Linked DNA regions of Arachis hypogaea: region 1 is linked to region 2. A link is a contact called in public Hi-C data. All regions are on one chromosome and are shown on one strand. The core of a region is the stretch at or near the end of the contact, and the rest is flanking DNA. Distances in the headings are between cores, read along the strand shown. Region 1 has its middle 15 kb from the start of TRNAL-UAG. Region 2 holds the start of LOC112789532 (transcription factor LHW).

Region 1 (3,062 bases), core at 234-2,733, 33 kb before region 2:
TGACCAATAATAAAACTCTCATGTCTTTACTGTCGTTTTTATTTAACTCACTATCTTCGTCACGTTATGTCTATACATTCCACTCCCCCAAGAGTATTATTGATAAATAAATAAAACTCATAAAAACTGTGCTATTTTCCAAGTCTATAACATGAATGGTTCAAACTACAGAAGGGTTGCTATATATACGCAACAATTTTATCCGAAAATTATTGCTTTCAATCCCCATTATTTCTTGTCTTTGACGACTTATGATGACTATATACTGATGAACCTTTAATTGGAAAGGTCAACTTAGGGTATAGGTGTGACAATTATTATTGCTGCTTCGCATATAAATCCAAGTCTACAACGTTTCTCTTGTATTCTTTTGTTATTGTCTTTTCAAACTTGGTTTCTTGTCTCATAAATCTTTCTAAAGATGGATACTGCTTCAATAGTAATATGGATGAAACCAACAATTCAAAATAAATAATCAAACCATGTGGAAAGGAGATCAAATTAAAAATAAATAGTTTGTATTGCTCCCACTCTATTGGTAAATGAAATATAAAATAAGGTAATAAATCTTCCATGCATTAAAAAAGGAATATTTGCTCAATATTAAACTAGTATATTGCTTTATTTCTTTCCATACACCAAAAAAAAAAAACTAGTATATTGCTATTGTCCGTATTATTATTATTATTATTATTATTATTATTATTATTATTATTATTATTATTATTATTATTATTATTATTATTATTATTATTATTATTATTATTATTATTATAAAATAAAAATTATAGGTTAAAAATTAAGAATTTCAATTATGTAATAAATTCATGAAACGATTTTATATTCATATATATCATGATCGTGTCCATAAGATTCATTAGAAATGTAATTAATCAAAATAAGTTGGTACATTATTATCTAGATAAAGGTTTGTGTCTTTTAGTTATCTATTTTGCATTCAGACCTTATAAAATGACAATAGAATAAAATATTTATTTAATAAGACATAATATATTATTAAATTTTTTTTAGAAAAATAAATTAGACAATTTTTAATTTGAGGTATTATGATATCACAATATTTATGCACACTATACACTTACATATCCACATTAAGAGTTTTAACTCATTAGTGACTTCAACCAAACTTTAAATTCGAATACATTTAGTATAAGACAAAAAAATTACTACTAGACTAAGACCTTATCAGAGAAGATCACATATGTTATGGGCTTTTGCAATATTCGAATCCAAATTAGACAGCATATCGAACAAGATAGTATAGATAAAAAAAGTTGATTTAATTTAAATTATTTGTTGTTCAATCGTGTTAAGGTGTGGAATGAATTATTTTGTTTTTTAAAACGAAAAATCTATCTTAAACAAGTGGCAAATTTCAATTGTCCATTATATTCAAAGCATATAGTGCACTTACCACCATCATCAGGGCGCACCATAGTTAAATGCTTTTCCTTATCCATTTCTTTTGGCCTCATGCTCTTCCATTATGGCGTACACATATGTCTAATTGTAGTTGTACCATCAATTTTTGTACTTATCCCTAATGCAAATAGAAAAAAAATTACATAAATAATTGTATTTATCATAGTTTCTTTATGTAGGATTTTTTTAAGTTGAAAATTTTGATATTGGGTCATGAAATTATTGATCATGAAATTACAATAACTTTATTTAAGAAAAAAAAGAAAAAATAATATGGTTTACAGAAGCAAACTCGTACAATTGTGTGTGTAAAAGAATAGTTTCCGTTTTGAAATTAGGTTTTTTAAAAATTTAAACAGATAGAAAAAAATATATAAATATTTATATTTCTAATATATTTTTTTACGCAAGAATCTTTTTTAGATTTTGCATTAATTTTTTTTATAAATTTTCTTTCTCCTTTTATTAGTTTTATGCCTTTTTTTTTCGAATCAACAAGAATTGACTATCTTTTAAGTCCTAAAAACTCTTATACTATGTCATAAAATCAAATCTTCCAAAAGTTTAACTTAATATATAAAAAGAGACAAATAAATAGTTACATCTCTAACACTAAGTTTCACATTTCTTAAAAATAAAATTTTTAAAAAGTTTATAAGTGTGAATCATCCTTCATTTTTTGAACTAGCTTTTAAAATTGAGTTAGACTCGCTCCATCTCAATTCTAATAAGATATTATAATCTATCTAATCTAATATTATTAGACTACTAACTTACAAATGTTCACGCTTTCCAGATGATCACTCTTAAATGTGAAAGATATAATACAACAAATCTCTCAATTTTTTAAAAATAAAATATATATAAAATTTATAAGAATGAGATATCTCACCATTTAAACTAGTTTTTAGGTTAAATTAGACCTCATAAATCTCAATAATTTTAATAGTTTCAATCATCAAATTATATTTGATGATGAGATTTTTGTTGTTATTATTTTTTTAGTAAAAAATAACTTTACATATGAATGTAGAGCATATATTCATCACCAAATGTAGCTTCCTAGAATATTTGATCGCCAAATTTAGTGACTAATCTTTTTAAGAGCTGTAGGGCAATTAAAGAGGGTAGATATTTATTATCTTGTATATATGAATCTTATAAAAGTAAATATACCTGCTTTAGAAAATAGTTTTATATATAGATGTTAATGTTTAGTTTCAAGTTTATTCCATGCCAGCCTAAAAACTGATGAGAACGCTCCATTTTAAGTGCAGCAAAAATTATTAGGCTAAAAGAAGATTCACATCATCAGTGCCATTAAGATGCGATGAACACTTATATACAACTAGCTAGAGTAACAAATGGTATGATGAAATAATTTTATAATAAGTATAGGAACTAATTTTTAATTAGTTAATATTAGTTTTTTTTGTAAAATTATTGTTTAATTTTAAGTTTTAGAGAGTTTAAAATTTAGAGTTAGAATTTAAAATTTAAGAGTTTAAAATTTAAATTTAAAATTAAGAATTAAAAATGCTGATTAATACTGATTAAAAAATTAGTTTTCTAGTTGAACTCATAATTTTAATATGAGTTTAATTCACATCATATATAGT
Region 2 (3,202 bases), core at 530-3,029:
CAATGTAAGCCTGCTAAAATTCTATTGGTTATGAATAATTCTTCCTTTTCATCAACTCCCAAGTCTTATTTTCCCCCAATGAAATTCCAAAGGTTTCTGATGGTGTTGCCATTATGGTAATTAAAGTTGAAAAGGAAGGGCAATGATTGTATGACGTCAGCAAGACAGCAACCTCCACTTTAGCTGAATGGCCATCACTGCCTCCCTGTTTAGACCACACAACACTAATAACACACTAAACAAGAAACTATTAAAAAAAATATTAATGTATTAACAGTAATTACTAAATTTTTTTTCTCCATTAAGAATTATTGAAGAAAATAATTTTCCATGTAACCATAACTATTTGACAATTTTGATAAATAAATTATTTTATTGGTTCTATCCAAAAGAGGAATTGGAGGTAGGCACAGAAGAAGATAAGAAAATATAATTAACAGAGAAAATAATAATAATGTCATTTTAAATTTTTATACTTTTTGAAAGTTTATCTATCTTACATTTTAAAAATACATGTTAAAATTATAAATTAAAAAAATTATTAAAAATATAAAAAATTAAATTTTAATATATTTATTTTTATTAATTAAAAGAAAATTTTTTAAATTATCCTAAAAATATATTAATTAAATTCTTTTTTATTGTATCTTATATGAATTCATAAAAAAACAATATTATCAAAATAGAAATAATATTATCATCTTTCTTAATAAAGAATGACGCTATCAATTTAATAATAGTATTAACATTTTTCTAATGGTTATTCCTTATCTTATTTTAGTTTAGTTAATATGTGTTTTTATGTGTTTTAACTTTTAAGACACATATTAAAATTATTAATTAAAAAAATTATATAAAAAAAGTTAAAATTCTAATGTATTTATTATTTATATATTAAATAAAAATTTAAATCTTTTTAATAATATAATTTATTTTTTATCTACTAATAATGTAAAAAATTTTTACATATATATCTAATAGTATATTACTACATTATTAAAAATATTAATTTTTAAATTTAAAATTAACATATCATTTACACATATAAATTTTATTAAATAATTATATAAAATTATTTATAATTTTATACTATTAATATATGAAAATTAAAGTATTCATAATAAAAAAATATATTATGTTAGTTAAGCCTATTTTATTTTCATCCAAATTTAATTGAGAAACTTTTAGAATTAATAATTTTTAATATTTTTGGTCATTATTTGAATAGCACAAATAATAAATTATTTTTATCAAATAAATTTTATTAATTTATGTGTTTAAATTTTAAAAATATGGATACAAATTATATTATTTATATGTATAAATTTTAATAAATATAAATATAAATTATATAATTTTTTTTAAAAATATTATTCTTATATTAAAATCAGCTACTAAAATTAACCACTACTATATTTATATATAAATATATGTATAATTTATTTTATTTTTAATGTGTATTTATATTTTAATATATATTTTATATTATAACTAATTTTAGTAACTGATTTTAATATATAAATAACATAACCAATATCTTTTATATATAAAACTTATGTAAATATGAGTATAAATTATTATTGATAAAATATTTAAAAAATATTAAAATTTATTATTTTTTATTATTTATTAGTCATTACTATTTAATAATATAAAATAAAATATATTATTTAATTATTAAATTAAAAAATAATTAATAATAAAATTTAATACTCTTAATATTTTTTAAAATAATAATATTTATTACTTAATTTATAATTAGAAATAGTAGATAGAGCGTAGAGGCAATGAGGCTACAAGGAATTCTCTACAGTGTCTGAAAACCCATTTTCAGCTTCTTCTCTTCTCACAACCCGACAAAACTCTTTCTCTCTCTCTCTCTCTGCTTCAGTGGCTGTAGCTCGTAATTTCCCCTCAAAAACCTCACCTTTTTCGATTCCCTTTTTTCCTCTCATTCATTCTCCCTTCCCCAATCGTCTTCCATTTATTTCCCATCTCACAGAACCACAGACACACCAAAACGACCCTTTCAAACTTCAAACAAAAACACTAATACCCCCTCTTTTTTCCATTCTCAACAACACTCAGAAAGATGGTATCTCTATACAAGCTTGAATCTCGTGGGATTGTATAGCCCACAACATAAAGCTCTCAACTTTCTTCTTCTCTTTGTTCTCTCTGCAACTTTCCTTCCTCCTTCTCTCTCTCAAGCTTCCTCTGCCGGAGGATGGCATGCCGGCGCCGGGAACTGATCGTAGTGAACTTGGATCCAGAGAGGAAGCTAAGTGGAGGCTTGAGGACCAAACAAGCAGGGAGAGGATCCTGCCGCGGAAGCTAGTCTTCGCTTCAAGAACTTGCAGGAAGAAGAAGAAAAAGAAGAAGAAGAAGAAGAATGCAACTTGCTTGGTTTTGACCCCTTTTCTCTACTTCTCTGTTGCTGAATGCTAAGTGTTTCAACGCTGCGTCGGAAGATTAAAGACCGAAACTTTAAGCCTTTTTGTGGAGCCCCTTTTTGAGTTCAAGCAGAAAACAGAAATGGGGTTTTTGTTGAAGGAAGCTTTGAAGACTCTCTGTGCTCGGCACCAGTGGTCTTATGCGGTGTTTTGGAAGATCGGATGTAATAATTCCAAGTAGGTTTCCCCAAAACTAAAGAATTGATTTCAAATTTTGTGTTTTTCTATGTTTTGTTTTTTGGCTAATGACTTTTTTTTTTAATTTTTATTTTTATTTTTGGTGTTTTATGTTTTTAATGTCTGTACTTTATTGGGAACCAAACGGTGGGATCGCATCCTAAATTCGTATATTTAGATTCTGTTTCCGGGGTAGGTTCGTTTTCATGATAAAAATCCACATGTTAGTTCCTGTTTTGGAACTTTATGTGTGTGCCCTTTGTTGCTTCTGTTTTGCTATCAAGAATCTTACTTATTTCTTTTTGTGTTTTTAAAGTTACATTTTTTTTAAATATAGAAAAAAAATATAAAGTTTGTTGTGTATCGCTTTGCCAGGCGCACTATCTATTGATTCAGTACTTGATTCTTCCTTCTTTGGTGTTGTTTTGGTCTTTGTTTTCTTGTTCCATTAAATGAAAAAGCTGAACTCCATCCATGCTTCTTCAGAAGCTAATCTTCTGATCTATCCATGTCATGTTAATAACTTATGTGATACAGTGTTATTAGGTTCTCTTTTGTTTATAATTGAATTA

Evidence for each region. Hi-C and Micro-C count contacts between places; a contact is called where the count stands out from the background.
Region 1: a contact with region 2 is called in a Hi-C map of an unstated tissue, with 4 times the contacts expected there. The contact joins the enhancer-like site here to the promoter of LOC112789532 in region 2. A contact is called at or near these places in 4 of 8 Hi-C or Micro-C datasets (leaf and an unstated tissue).

Annotation. Positions count from the first base shown.
Region 1 is chr3:12,380,707-12,383,768 of arahy.Tifrunner.gnm2.J5K5, reverse strand. No RefSeq gene overlaps it. Among protein-coding and RNA genes, the nearest start is that of TRNAL-UAG, 15 kb to the left of the region's middle. Within about 2 kb of position 1,483, at least 1 of the 3 cell types and tissues checked has open chromatin away from gene starts, as enhancers often do.
Region 2 is chr3:12,347,977-12,351,178 of arahy.Tifrunner.gnm2.J5K5, reverse strand. LOC112789532 (transcription factor LHW) reads left to right here and starts at 1,779. Exons shown (of 10, transcript XM_025831462.3): 1 at 1,779-2,630. The coding sequence starts at 2,536.